Regions from separate parts of the Danio rerio genome. Here region 2 is linked to region 1. A link is a contact called in public Micro-C data. All regions are on one chromosome and are shown on one strand. Each heading gives the region's core, a stretch centred on a gene start, on an enhancer-like site or on the middle of the called end of the contact. The rest is flanking DNA. Distances are from core to core; before and after follow the strand shown.

The links. A called contact is a pair of places that touch in the nucleus more often than the background predicts.
Region 2: a contact with region 1 is called in a Micro-C map of caudal fin, with 7 times the contacts expected there. The contact joins the enhancer-like site here to the promoter of gpc5c in region 1. A contact is called at or near these places in 2 of 18 Hi-C or Micro-C datasets (caudal fin and an unstated tissue) and 1 of 4 datasets of contacts at active chromatin or transcription factors (caudal fin).

What each region holds. Positions count from the first base shown.
Region 1 is chr2:48,921,431-48,928,651 of GRCz12tu, forward strand. It overlaps gpc5c (glypican 5c), which reads left to right and starts at 5,589. Exons shown (of 8, transcript XM_005171431.6): 1 at 5,589-5,950. The coding sequence starts at 5,794. trnam-cau (transfer RNA methionine (anticodon CAU)) reads left to right here and starts at 4,218; the gene lies at 4,218-4,290.
Region 2 is chr2:49,060,739-49,068,046 of GRCz12tu, forward strand. All of the region lies in intron 5 of gpc5c (glypican 5c), which reads left to right. Among named protein-coding and RNA genes, the nearest start is that of gpc5c, 140 kb to the left of the region's middle. Within about 2 kb of position 1,378, at least 11 of the 62 cell types and tissues checked have an H3K27ac peak or open chromatin away from gene starts, as enhancers often do.

The DNA.
Region 1 (7,221 bases), core at 4,339-6,838:
TCTAGTGGTTTAAATTGGAACATCAAGCATCTCCTTTCAAGCATATTTTCTATTGACACTGGCAAAAACCTTTATGTTACAGTTTTTCTCAGTGTCTTTGGTGCATTTCTCACAACACTACTTACATTTGCACAACAGTTAATGCATTTCTCAAAACAATTAGTACAAACTTTAAAACCCAGTTGATAACCTGCAAAAGCATGTCACTTGCTCAAAAAGGATAGCTCATTCCTCAGAAGCAAGTATTGATGTCAGTGAAAGTGTCAGTGTCATCAAGATGAAAAGTCCTGACACCATTGTTTATGAACAAGATATTCAAATGGCTTTGTAATGTTTTCATATGACAGTTTACTCTAGACATTTTTTCCAATGCAAAAAGTCAGATTTTGGTGACACTTGCTGAAAATGCTCAACACAGCAGTATTTGCACAGCCATTTGAAAACTACAGTAAAGTTAGACATCACTGAATTTAGTGAGGTATCTGAGTACAAGACACTGAATATGTATGTTACAAATTTTTACTGCATTTGCTCTTTGCAATTCTAATTGACAGTTTTTCTCAATTGCTTTGGCACTTTTTTAAAACAAACTTAACATTCTATAAACTGTGAGAGCAAATCTCAAAACTGTTTGCTGGAACTTTAGAACTGTATTGCATGTCTGCAAAATGTAGTTATTCCCAAAAACATTTACATTGACTTTTGTACCCCTTCAATGTACATTTACATTGAACATTGTACCCCAACATTTCTCTCAGTCACTTTTGTTGCATTTCTCACAACACTATTTAAATTTGCACAACAGTTAATGCATTTTTCAAAACAATTAGTCATTTGTGCACATCCTAGTAGCAGTTTCTCATTCCTTCCAACAAATTGCAGATGCTTTTGGACATTTATCAATTGCTTTCATACAACTCTCTGCTGTTTATAACATTATCATTTGCTTATGTCATGTCAGTCAAAACGAACTAAACTTGTAAATGCTGAATAGTCATTCCATATAAAACTAAAAGTCCTCATTTCATTACTTGAGTCGTTACATACAAAAACGATGAACTACTTGTCAAAATCTGTCAAGCAAACTTTATAAAACAAATTTAAATCATTTAAATTTACAGACCTGTGTATGTTGTAGGTTGTGCACAGCTCTACCCAAAAAAAGTTTATGTTTGTTGTAAATAAGGATGTATTTATTCTTTTGCACAATGCTGTGAATAAATTAGAATTGCAAAAAGCAAATGCAGTAAAATGTGAAACATACATATTCAGTGTCTTGTGCTCAGATAGCACACTAAATGCAGTGATGTCTAATTTTACTGTATTTTCAAATGGCTGCTAATAGTATCTAGTGCTGTCTTGGGCATTTTCAGCAAGTGTCACCAAAATATGACTTTTTTGCATTGAAAAAATGTCCAGAGTAATCTGTCATGATAAAAACAACGAGCTATCCATTTTGAACATGTGACACGCTTTTGCAGGTTATCATCTAGGTTTTGCAGTTTGTACTAATTGTTTTGAAAAATACACTAACTGTTGTGCAGAAATGCACTGGTGTTGTGAGAAACGCACCAAAACGACTGAGAAAAACTGTAATTCATGCTCAAAACCTAGTTATTGTGTTAGTAATTTGGCCAAGGCCACCAAAACATGAAGTGTATTTGTCATTGTGTGAGCCACACTGCTCAAAATGATTAGTAGTTTTTTTCACCATGACAATCAACCATGGAAATTAAGGTTTAAAAAATCTGATATTTAATGAGAAGAGTCAACATAAATAAATAAATAAATAAATAAATAAATAAATAAATAAATAAATAAATAAATAAAGAAAGAAATAAATAAATAAATAAATAAATAAATAAATAAATGAATAAATAAATAAACATTTGTATTTATACAGTACATTTATTTGGGCCCAAATGTTTTACATTTAAAGTGCAATCTTGCTTTATTTTCTTGTTACCATGCATGTTACTGCAGTTTAGGATTGTGAATGTAGTGTATCTTGTTCATCAACAGTGGTGTCACGACTTTTCATATTGATGATACTGACACTTTCACTGACATCAATACTTGCTTTGAGGACCAGGCTATTCATTTTGAGCATGTGACATGCTTTTGCGGGTTATCAACTAGGTTTTGCAGATTGTACTAAATGTTTTGGGAAATGCATTAACTGTTGTGCAAATGTAAGTAGTGTTGTGAGAAATGTACCAAAGTCTGTAATAAGAACTGTAACAATAAGAGTGCATTTATTTTGTCTTTGGTCTGTTATAGCAGAATAAAGAAACACATAGCCTAACCCAAATACAGCTAAACACATTATGCAGGTCATGTAGGGTTTAATAACAGATGACCACTAGAGGGAGACAACTCATCACGAAAACATCACATCATGATTTCTGACTAAACAGATTAATCAGCCGCCAAATCAGTTTTACAGTTTTTCTAGTTTGCTTTGACCTGGTTAAAGAAACTAGGTACCTCTTCATTTTCATTATCACTATCCCAGCAGAGCAGAGGACAGGTCTTGCAAATGTGTAAACCCTTTCTCATTGGGTTGACACATTTTCCCTACCATTTTTCCAAACAGTTAACACAGATGTCATTCAAGCAGTCCAAACTCCATTGTTTTAGTTTTGGTAACCAAACAGAATCCATCTATTCCTAACTATTAAAAGCTACCAACATCAGTGTGAAATCACTGAAGCACCGGTTTGACACTCCTTCACACAAATCTTCAATTAGCCATCATTCTGCAAACCTTATATAAACGATGGAAGGTCTGTGTTGTTCTGTGCCAGCATTGATGGAGGAGGTCAGTATGGCTATGTCCTATACTCCCAATAGTTTTGACTGTATATTAGTTTACTTGTGTTTTCTCTAATATTTACAGTATTTTATTACTTTTGTCTGTTTTTTTTATTTACAGTATTTCAGTTTTCAGCCACAGTTTGAAAAATGTCATGAATTCAATATATATTCAATCAAAGCACATCTTATTCTTGATCCAATTCTTTGCAAAAAGGCGAATTTGACAGCCCAAAATAGAGACAACAAATGCCATTGGCTATAAGCTACAATGGCAAGCAATGGTGGTGCATTTTGAGTTCTGTATTTTGTATTTTGTTGTGCATTGTGTAATGATTAAATGAAAGAGCTCTTATACTTGTTTGCAAGTTGTGTTGTTTGAAGGTAAAACTAGCTGTTGTTGCATATGTTAAATGTTTTGACATGATATGTGCCTTTTGCAAGCAAAATGTGTCATTTTGACCATGAGTGCCACAGTTTAGGCCTGTGTGTTAACTGTTTTGAAAATGTGGAGTTTCAGTTGACAACTGCATCCAAGCAATCGAGAAAAACTGTAATCAGCCGCCAAATCAGTTTTACAGTTTTTCTAGTTTGCTTTGACCTGGTTAAAGAAACTAGGTACCTCTTCATTTTCATTATCACTATCCCAGCAGAGCAGAGGACAGGTCTTGCAAATGTGTAAACCCTTTCTCATTGGGTTGACACATTTTCCCTACCATTTTTCCAAACAGTTAACACAGATGTCATTCAAGCAGTCCAAACTCCATTGTTTTAGTTTTGGTAACCAAACAGAATCCATCTATTCCTAACTATTAAAAACTACCAACATCAGTATGAAATCACTGAAGCACCGGTTTGACACTCCTTCACACAAATCTTCAATTAGCCATCATTCTGCAAACCTTATATAAACGATGGAAGGTCTGTGTTGTTCTGTGCCAGCATTGATGGAGGAGGTCAATATGGCTGTCCTATACTGTTGTTGCATATGTTAAATGTTTTGACACGATATGTGCCTTTTGCAAGCAAAATGTGTCATTTTGACCATGAGTGCCGCAGTTTAGGCCTGTGTGTTAACTGTTTTGAAAATGTGGAGTTTCAGTTGACAACTGCATCCAAGCAATCGAGAAAAACTGTAATACTAGTCTTATTTAAAGAGTTAGCCTAGTGGTTTAAGTGGATTGTTTAATTTTTAAACTAGCAGAACGAATTTGCTCAGTAAACCGCCTTTGGGCGTAAAAAAACGTTAGAAAACAATGAACATTGTTTGCAGGTAATGAAAAAGTTGTAATTGGATTTTTAAAAAAGTATAATAACCAATCACAATCGCCAACAGATCCTAATAGAAACTCATCGGCCAATAGGAACCATTGTTTCAAAAACTTACGAGTTCGCCAGCATTAGCCTCGTTAGCGCAGTAGGTAGCGCGTCAGTCTCATAATCTGAAGGTCGTGAGTTCGATCCTCACACGGGGCAGTTGCGTTTTGTCAGGACGAAATTGTTAGGATTAGGAACAAGAATAGTGAATCTACTGTATATAGTCATAGCGATATTGGGACCAGTCTATGGTTAGGCGTCAACAGAAAAACAGGTTAGTGTTAAAACTAATGCCGGGCAAAGATTAATCGCATCCAAAATAAAAGTTTGTTTTGACATAATAATAATAATAATAATATGTGTGTGTTCTAATAATGTTTCTATATATACATATGTTTATGAATTTAATATTTTTAACTATATTAACATTTTATATATGTATAATGTATTTGTCAAAACAAATTTTTATTTCGGATGCGATAGATTTTTGCCCAGTACAAGTTCACAGGGTCTTGTTTTCTAGTCTAATACACACAGCTCTACTTAATGTTGTATATGTCATAATTTCATAATAATTATTTTCTGTGTCTAGGTTACAGTTAAGTTAAAACTTTAAAATATTTTAACTTGAAAATTTGGAAAGAGACCCAAAGACCCAAACTTAAAAAAAACTTACAAACATAAGACTTACAAAAACTTAAAAAAATATTCATATTTTATATTTTAAGCTGTTAATAAAAACAACAAAAGAAACTCTAAAATAATTTTTAAAATAATTTTATTCTAAAATAAAACACTCGATGCGTTTAGATGCAGTGGCAATTATTTATTTATTAACATTATTTATTTATTATCATTATTTATTTATTTATTAACATTATTTATGTATTTATTTTTTATCATTTTTCTATTTATTATTATCATTATTTTTATGTATTTATTTATTATCATTAATTATTTATTTATTATCATTATTTACAAATTTATTTATTATCATTATTTACTAATTTAGTTATTCTCATTTTTATTTATTTTCATTATTTATGTATTTATTTATTATATTTATTTATTTATTATCATTATTTATTTATTTATATATTTATTTATTTATTATCATTATTTATTTATTTCTGTATTCGTTTGTTTATTATCGTTATTTATTTACTTATTTACTAACCTGGTGATATTTGTTTGCCAGATTTTGTACCCCATATGTAATTATTTTGTTTACTTTTTAAAAATATATCTTATCTTTTTATTACATTTGGCTCTTTCAGTGCTTTGCAATCATTGTAGTATTGTAAATCCTGATAGTCAAGTAAATCTTTGATGACAGACTGAGCAAGAGTGTGTGTGTGCGCGCGCGTGCGATTGTGTGTGTGTGTGTGTGTGTGTGTGTGAGAGAGAGAGAGAGAGAGAGAGAGAGAGAGATTTCTGAATGATTCCACATGCTGAATGAAAGTGACACTCTCCGTGAACGGGACGCAGCGGCGGCTCTTCTCCAGTCTGGCTTTGGGAAGGAAGGACTCAATACAGCCGGTGCAGCATGTGAAAGTTCAACACGGGCGACTTCCTCTTTTCCTTTTTTTTTTACACATTTTGCAGTCAGTCTCAGATCATTAAGCATTTCCACGGCACTGATTTCTCCACTGAAATGCCGTCATGTCACGCGTGAATGTCAGCTGGATTATTACGGTGCTCGCGGTGGAGCTCGCGACACTGTCCACCACGCGCGCTCACAGCTGTCACGAGGTGAAAACAGCGTTTCAGGTGCGCCAGATCGGCCAGCTGAAGTGGGTTCCTGAAACACCTGCTACAGGTGAGTCTGAACGCCGTGGATAATCGTCTCATCTAGATCAACAACCGTTTTTTTTTTTTGGTAAAGGAGATTGATGATTGATTTACCATGGTAAAGTCAGTTGCATCCGAAATATCTTTTCTACTGCTATACCTGTTTGTCTCGTAAAAGCTTATGTCATTACTTTAACCTTACTACTTTTGAAGTAAAAATATACCAATCTAGTTTATTTGGTTATTTTCAATATTTTACTTTACTACATCCTGAAATGTAAATCTATATAGGCTATATTAGCCTATTACATACATCAAAACTACATTTATATAGACCGTTTCAATTTGGGGTTGTCATTGGCCCATGAACATTTCCTGCTTATCATCAAACTATTTCTTAACTGTAACAAGAGGCAATTCAATCATAATGTTAAAACAGATGTTATGGCATTATTTATCAATATGTGTCTCTTTTTAGATTCTCGGAAGCTATAGAAATTAATATGTAAAACAGGAAATACATTGGGACCATTTTTAAATTTTTTTTTATTTACATCCCTCAAAATGGGCTGTTGGGTAAAAAAAGTATTTTATGAAAGATCTAAAGTATTATCTGAGTCGTATGCATTTTATTAAATTTTTTATAACATTTAGTTTAGTTTATTTTAAATGTTTTTTTTATATATTGTGTGATTTTATTTTTTATTTAAATATTTCAAAGACCACCCAGCACTGCTTTGCCCCCCCCCGATCTTTTGAAAACCACTAGGCTATAAGATATTTGTCTGAAGCTGTTTGCTTTGGTAAATCTTTTCATTGTTGCAATGCAGCACCCGGGTGCTGTGGCTGCTGTACTGGCTCAGGGTATATTTCATACTATTTTCTCTTGTTAAAATATATTTATTGTTTGTCTGTTTAGTAACTAAGAAACAGAAATGTGCGCACATCTAGGAATCTTAAAGGCAGGTGCTCAATTAAAATCAAACACAATAGCAAAACATCAAAAGAAAATCTGTACACTGCCACTTTACCTCTCCCAAAATTTTTTTTAATGTCAAAACCTTTCGACCTACATGGTCATTTTCAGGTTAAACATCTATTTATATTGCACATTTAAGGCAAAAAAAGATGCCCGAAGAGCTTCAAAATCTCCAACAAAAGCTGCAAAATAGCAAAAAAAAAAAAAAAAAAAAAAAAGATTGAAAAAAGCTTTTTTTTAAAAAAAAGTATGTTTAGTGTTTATTGACCAAAACAAGCTTAAAGATGTGTAGTTGGGTTTCTTAAGTACAATTTAACCTC
Region 2 (7,308 bases), core at 128-2,627, 140 kb after region 1:
AAAAACTATGGGACGGTATGGCTTTTCCATAGTGATTGTTTTGCTTGGTAACTCACCACAAATGGTGTCAGACTTTGTACTCCAAATTGGAGTGATCTGAGGTTCAAATACAGTGAAGGATGTTTCCAGAAACCAGGTAAAACGAAACCTATAAAGCAGTGTGTGATGCTTTTTAAGCTCAAAATGGCTTTTCTATTATTGACCTTATTCTCCGCCAATGAGCGGGCGCTGCCATTAAAAAAAATTTTTTCTCGAGACTTCCGGTCTCATTCACTTCCATTCATTTTTAGACATTAAAAACTGCTCATTACGCTGCTTGATGTTGCAATTTGACATTTCTTTGTCATATTATTCTACTTGGTCTGTATAGTCATGCAAACATTTGTTTGTAGAGCAAGTAGTTTGACCGTTTTCTGCCGTTTATTATTCCGAGTCATTTCTCCCATAGGCGATTGAATCGGAAGTTCTAAGACAATCGCGAAAACAGGCGCACTTCCGCATTTTAGAATAAGGGCAATAGTTTGCTTTTGAAAACACTTTCGGTTGGATTTAGGGAAGGGGGTGGGTTGGTCAGCATCAAACTGATATAATAAGCACTATGACAAGCTGACTGTCTTTTCTTTCATATGTGCTTGAAAGGAATGTTGAGATTCCAGAAACGCCAGTCCCTGGTAGATTTATGAGAAATAGCTTGTATGAGAAAACATGCCCCTGTAACGTATTTGACATTGTTAAAAATGTACATAGCGCCCACTAATGGGTTTTTGAGAACAAAAACTGCTAGAAGACCCAGTACAGGGTGTTTTTTTCAACAGCTTCTTCTCCTCTTCAGTGTCAGTATATTGCGCACAAGCAATCTGAAAAAATTAACTGTTCAATGAAGTTGTTGTTTTTGTTTTATGTGTGCACAAAACAATTCTCATGGTTTGATAATATTCAGTTTGAGCCACTGAAGGCATACGGTCTGTTTGGAGGAGATTCATTTGGTATTTTTTCTGGACTTTGAACGATTCAGGAAGCGTACTGTCTGTGGGGGATGAGGGAGCTGACAGATTTCATTTAAAACATTTTAATTTGTGTTTCGAAGATGAACGAACATCTCAGGGGTTTGAAATAAAATGATGGCGAGTATTGCCAATAACGTAACTCACTTTTTGGGTGAACTGACCCTTTGAGTTAAGTTGAGAAGCCTTGTGAGGGCACAGCAGGTCTATTCATCTGGGAGGAGATGGAAAGAGAGTGAAACGAGGGAGGAGAAGGTAGACGTTATGAAACAAAAGCTCATATTTGTTTTCGCAGAGTAAATGAAAGGCCCGTCCCAGCGGCGTCCTTGACCTCCACCTCCACCCTGCTTTGTATGACTCAAACACTGGTGTCATCTCACTGTCTGTATAAGCTTGAGTCCTTCTCCAGACACACACACACACACACACGCACGCACACACACACACACACACGCACGCGCACACACACACACACACCGTCCTCCAGATGGGCTCCAGAAACACCATCCTGCCGCCCGACTCACTCTCTCATGACACATTCCTTTATTTCGTGAGAGTTACGACGTGGGTTTGTCCTCCTTCCTGAACGCCCCCGTTTATCCTCAGTAATTAATGATGGCAGACCAAACGTGACTCTCTTGTGTCTGTGTGGATTTAAAGTGAAGCTGAGCAGAGCTAGCAGGGATTTGAGGTTATCGCACACAGATAGGCTGCACTTCAGTTTCCCAGGAGAGAGAGAGAGAGATCATATTTATTGGCACTCGTAGAGGACAGCATCACTCTTTCAACTGGCAACCTCCCACAGTACCCAATATCATGCAGTGACTTTTTTTCTATGACATAGCTATTTCAACGGAGTTGAACAACTATTGTATAATGCATTATTATCGTTATTATTATTATTACTATTATTATTATTATTATTATTATTATTATTATTTAACTTTATTTTATTTTTATTTATTTTATTGCGTTAGTGATATAAATATTTATTTTAATATTTAACTTAATTTCCCCGTTAAAAGTGTATAAACCTTTTAGTTATTAATTTAGCCATTTGTTTTGTTTTTCTTTAGTTTTTAAATTTTATTTAGATATAAATGTATTCTTCCTCAATTATTATAATTTTTTTATTTTATTTTAATTGTTAGTAGTGATAGTTTTTTTGTTTTACATTAGTTTTTTTTTTAGTTATTTAGTCATTTAGTTAATTATTTAATACTTTATTATTATTATTACTATTATTATTATTATTATTATTATTATTATTATTATTATTATTATTATTATTATTATATTTATTTTATTTTAATTAATGTTATTGTATTTAATTGATTAATTTTTCCATTTGTCATTTTTAAATTTCTGTATAAACCTTTTACTTATTAATTTAGTCATTTGTTTTGTTTCTTTAGTTTTTTACAATTTGTTTAGTTATTCATTTTTTTTCCTTTTATTATATTTAATTTTAATTTAATTGTTATGAGTTAATTAATTTTTTATATATATTTTTTATTACAATTTGATGTTAATTTTATTATCTGTATTATTTTATTAGTTATTTTGTCATGTAGCTGTTTATTTAATCATATTTTATTATTATTATTATTATTATTATTATTATTATTATTATTATTGTATTTAGTTTATTTTATTTTAAAGAATTGTATTGTATTTATTTAACTTGGTAATTTCCTAATTTTTGTAATGTTTAAATAAGTCTATATACACCATTCTTATTCTTGGTTTTATTTTGAATTTCTTAATAGTTTATTTATTAATTTTGTCATTTGATTTTCTTTAGGTTTTACATTTTATTAAGTGATACATTCCTTCCTCCTACAGTAATATTATTATTGTCATTATTATCCTGCTTCTTCTTCTTCTTCTTCTTTTTCTTTTTCTTCTTCTTCTTCTTCGTTTATTATTTTATTTACTTTGAATTATTTTATTGTATATTGTTAATTTCCCCATTTTTGTCATTTCCTCTATATACTTTACTCTTGTTTTTAATCCTTTTCCCTATAGTCTTAATTTTAATTTATGAGTAGTTTATTACTTTATTCATTTGTTTTCTTTTTCTCATAATTTTTTTATTTTAATTTTTGGTTAATTTTATTATCTGTATTCTTATTTTATTGGTTATTTAGTAATTTCGTTGTTTAATTTATTTTATTATTATTTTATTTTGCTTATTTGTTGTATTATTTTGTCAGAATTTTGTCACTTTTTTAATATTTTTGTTTACTTGTTCATTTAGTAATTTCACTATTTTTGTAGTTTTTAAATAAGTATATTCTTACTCCTTATTTTATTTTCTTAGTAGTTTGTTTTGTTTTCCTTAATTTTTTGCTTTGTCTATTATTATTATTATTATTATTATTATTATTATTATTATTATTATTATTATTGCCATTCTTTTTATATATTTTTTAGGTAATTATATTACCTGTATTTTTATTTTATTAGTTATTTACTCGTTTAGTTGTTTATTTAATCTTTAGTTTTAATCGTTTAGTTTATTATTATCATTATTATTATTATTATTATTATTATTATTATTATTGCCAGATTAACCACTACTACTGCCATGTTTGTTTGTTGGTTTTTTAACTTTAATTTATTTAATAACTTTAAATGTATTTATATATTTATTATTTATCTAAAGTAAACTTCTTATTCAGATATATCTGTTGTTTTTGCTTCTGTTCAGCAAGCCCTGGGTGTGTGGTATAATTGTAGGTGGAATAAATATCTGTGTGTGCATCAGCCAGCTGTTTGCCTGATCTCCATGTGCCATTCGTCATGTGTGTCCCTGTTATGCTCACAGTTTATGCTCATTCGTTCACATGAACAGAAATAGCGCAATGGTGTGTGGTCTTGTAATCTTCAAACCACATTCTCTCTGTTTGGATCAAAGAAAAAAGGTTCTTAAGGTCTGTATGTATATGTGCACGTAAATATAGCATGCTTTTATATCATATAAAAGGCCTCTGGGTGGATTTTTGTGCCTGCAGATTCAGCAAATTTAAAAAAATGTGGATTTTACCGTGTAAATTAATGACTCCATTACCCACAATACATGCAGAGAAGCACATGTCGTGAGGAATTTTTCCAGACCTGAAAGCAATTAGAAGAGATTTGCGGACCGCCTTTCCCACAATTACCGTTACGCACCACACAAATCACTTCATCTTAACGAATTCAAGAATTATTGGATGATCTTCAGCAGACCGCATTCTTTAAAAAGCCATCTCGCTGGTGATATTACTGTCTGTGAATGTTCCTATAGCCTTATTTTCCATTAGAAACCACATTTTGACATGAATGACATTACTTTATCATATTAATTTAGTAATTATATTTCAATTGGAACTAACATTTTTCAAACTAGTTTTAATGTTACATACAATTATATAAAATATTTAGATATATTATATTATATTATATTATATTATATTATATTATATTATATTATATTATATTATATTATATTATATTATATTATATCATACTATATATATATATATACTATATATATATTATATTAGATGGTATGGTGGCTTTAGATGTTAAATTCAATTATATAAAATATTTAGATGAATTGAAATGTATTATATTATGTTATATTATATTATATTATATCATATGATATTTTAGTTTATATTATTTTATATTATACTATTTTATTTTATATAATATTTAAAATATTATATTATATTATATTTTATATTATTTTATCCTATATTATATTATATTATATTATATTATATTATATTATATTATATTATATTATATTATATTATATTATATTATATTTTAGTTTATATTATTTTAGTTTATATTATTTTATTTTATATAATATTTAAAATATTATATTATATTATATTATAATATTTTATTATATAATTTAATTTTATTAAATATTAAATATTACATTTTATATTATTAAATTTTTATATTATATTATGTTATTTTATATTTTATTATATATATTTTTATTATATTATATTATATTATATTATATTATATTATATATTACATTTTATGATATAATATTTTTTTATATTATATTATATTTTATATCTTTTATATTATATTATGTTATTTTATATTTTATTATATGTATTTTATTATATATTATTAAATTACATTATATTATATTATATTATATTATATTATATTATATTATTTGATATAATGTTATTTAATATTCTATTGTATTCTTTTCTATTATGTTATATTATATCAGTGATTTTCAAACTGTGGACTCACTGAATAATAAAAGAAAAAAAAAAAAACACTTTCAACTCTTTGACACATACAATAGCACCGATTTGATCAGCATTGGCTGTTCCCTGAATTGTACAATCACACTGCTGTACTTAAAATGTTTAGTGCATCATGTCATCAGCTGCTAAAAATCAATCCACTTGGCGCAGAGCCTGAGGAAAAGTTGCACAACGATCGTGGAAAAAAGGCACATAACTGGTCCGCAGCATGTCTATGCAAGATTAAAATCAAAGAGATGCTGCATCATTGATAAAATAATTGTAAATGTTTTGTAAATAGCAGCATGGCTTTCGATTTAGTCTGTTGCCTCAGATTTAGGCTAATTAATCTGAATGTAATTCAGATGGCGTGTGACACAGAACATAGACTCAAGCAGCTTTGTCATGCTTGAAGCAAAGAAGTGAATATAACTAAAGTCAGTCTATGTGTATACAGATTAAGGAACCTTGAACCTACCGGGAAAAAAATACACCAGGGCCTACATGTCTGCAAAATAGTCAACAAATCTGAAATAATTTGATTGACACACACGCACACACACCATCCTATTACTAATAGACTAAACCAGTGGTTCTCAAACTGTGGTACATGTACCACTAGTGGTACGGGGGCTTCCTTCTAGTGGTACGCGGATGAATCAAATATGTCATATGTACATGCTACATATATTTAAATAAATTATCAAAAATGATTTATATATGAATATGATGACATAACGCCTATATTTATAAGGTCCAGGCAACATTTCCAAGTGCAGATAAACATGGAGTTTTTTTCTCTTTTTTTACTTTTTAAGAACAGTAACCTATCATTTTTAACTTTTAAAAGCACATTTTAATTTAAATGTTCTTAATATTAGGAACTTATATGCCTTGTTTTTGAACTGTACAGAGCTTTAGCTGCTTTACTTGACCTAATACACTCCTGTGTTTCAATACTACTCATTATGGTGGTACTTGCAAAGACAACCATTTTTCTGAGGTGGTACTTGATGAAAAACGTTTGAAAACCACTGGACTAAACCATTCATTCATTCATTCATTCATTCATTCTCTTTTTGGCTTAGTCCATTTATTAATCAGGGGTCGCCACAGTGGAATGAACCGCCCAGACTAAACCAAATGGATTGAATTGTTTGTGTATGTACAGCAAACCAGTTTATCGTGATTTGCGATTTATACTTGTTACAGTAAAATGTAAATGTTGTTTTATTTGGTAAACTATTGATGATTAACTATGTGCCATGTTTTTTGCCTTTCCACTCGAGTCAGTTTGTCGCACTGTTGTCTTCCAACATCTGAGTCCTGCATTCTGTATCTCCTCTGTTTTCTTCAGTGCTATTTTTAACCCAACATCCATTACATAAAGTCACATCCATAATGGGAATGTGCCAAAAATGGTCCCTTAGTCACTTAGTCAACGCACAGTAGTCGACCTACAGTAGAACAAAGCAGCTAAGTTTTGTTTTCAACACATGAATTAGCAGTCAAAATTATTAACCCTCCTGTGATTTTTTTTTCTTTTTTTTTTTATATTTTCCAAATGATGTTACATGAGTTTTTATTAAAAAAAAAAATTTCTTTAAGGTCAATATTGTTTTTTTTTTTCAATTGTCAACAGAACAAACTATCATTATACAATACCTTGCCTTATTACCCTAACCTGCCTAATTATGCAGTTAAGCCTTTATATGTCACTAAGTAGAATACTAGTATCTTGAAAAATATTATTTCCCGTCATCATAGCAAAGATAAAAGAAATCAGTTATTAACTAGTTATTAAAATTATTATGTTTAGAAATGTGCTCTTCTCACCATTAAAGAGAAATTGTGGAAAGATGTACAGGGGGCTAATAATTCAGGAGGGCTAATAGTTTTGACTTCAACTGTACACTGATTTTACCGCTTACACACATGGACTGCAACTCACAAAACCCCCTTTTTAAAATGATGGGGTCTTTAAAGCCTTGTTATGTCAGTAAACTTGCCATCTGTTTATGTGTTAACATTTG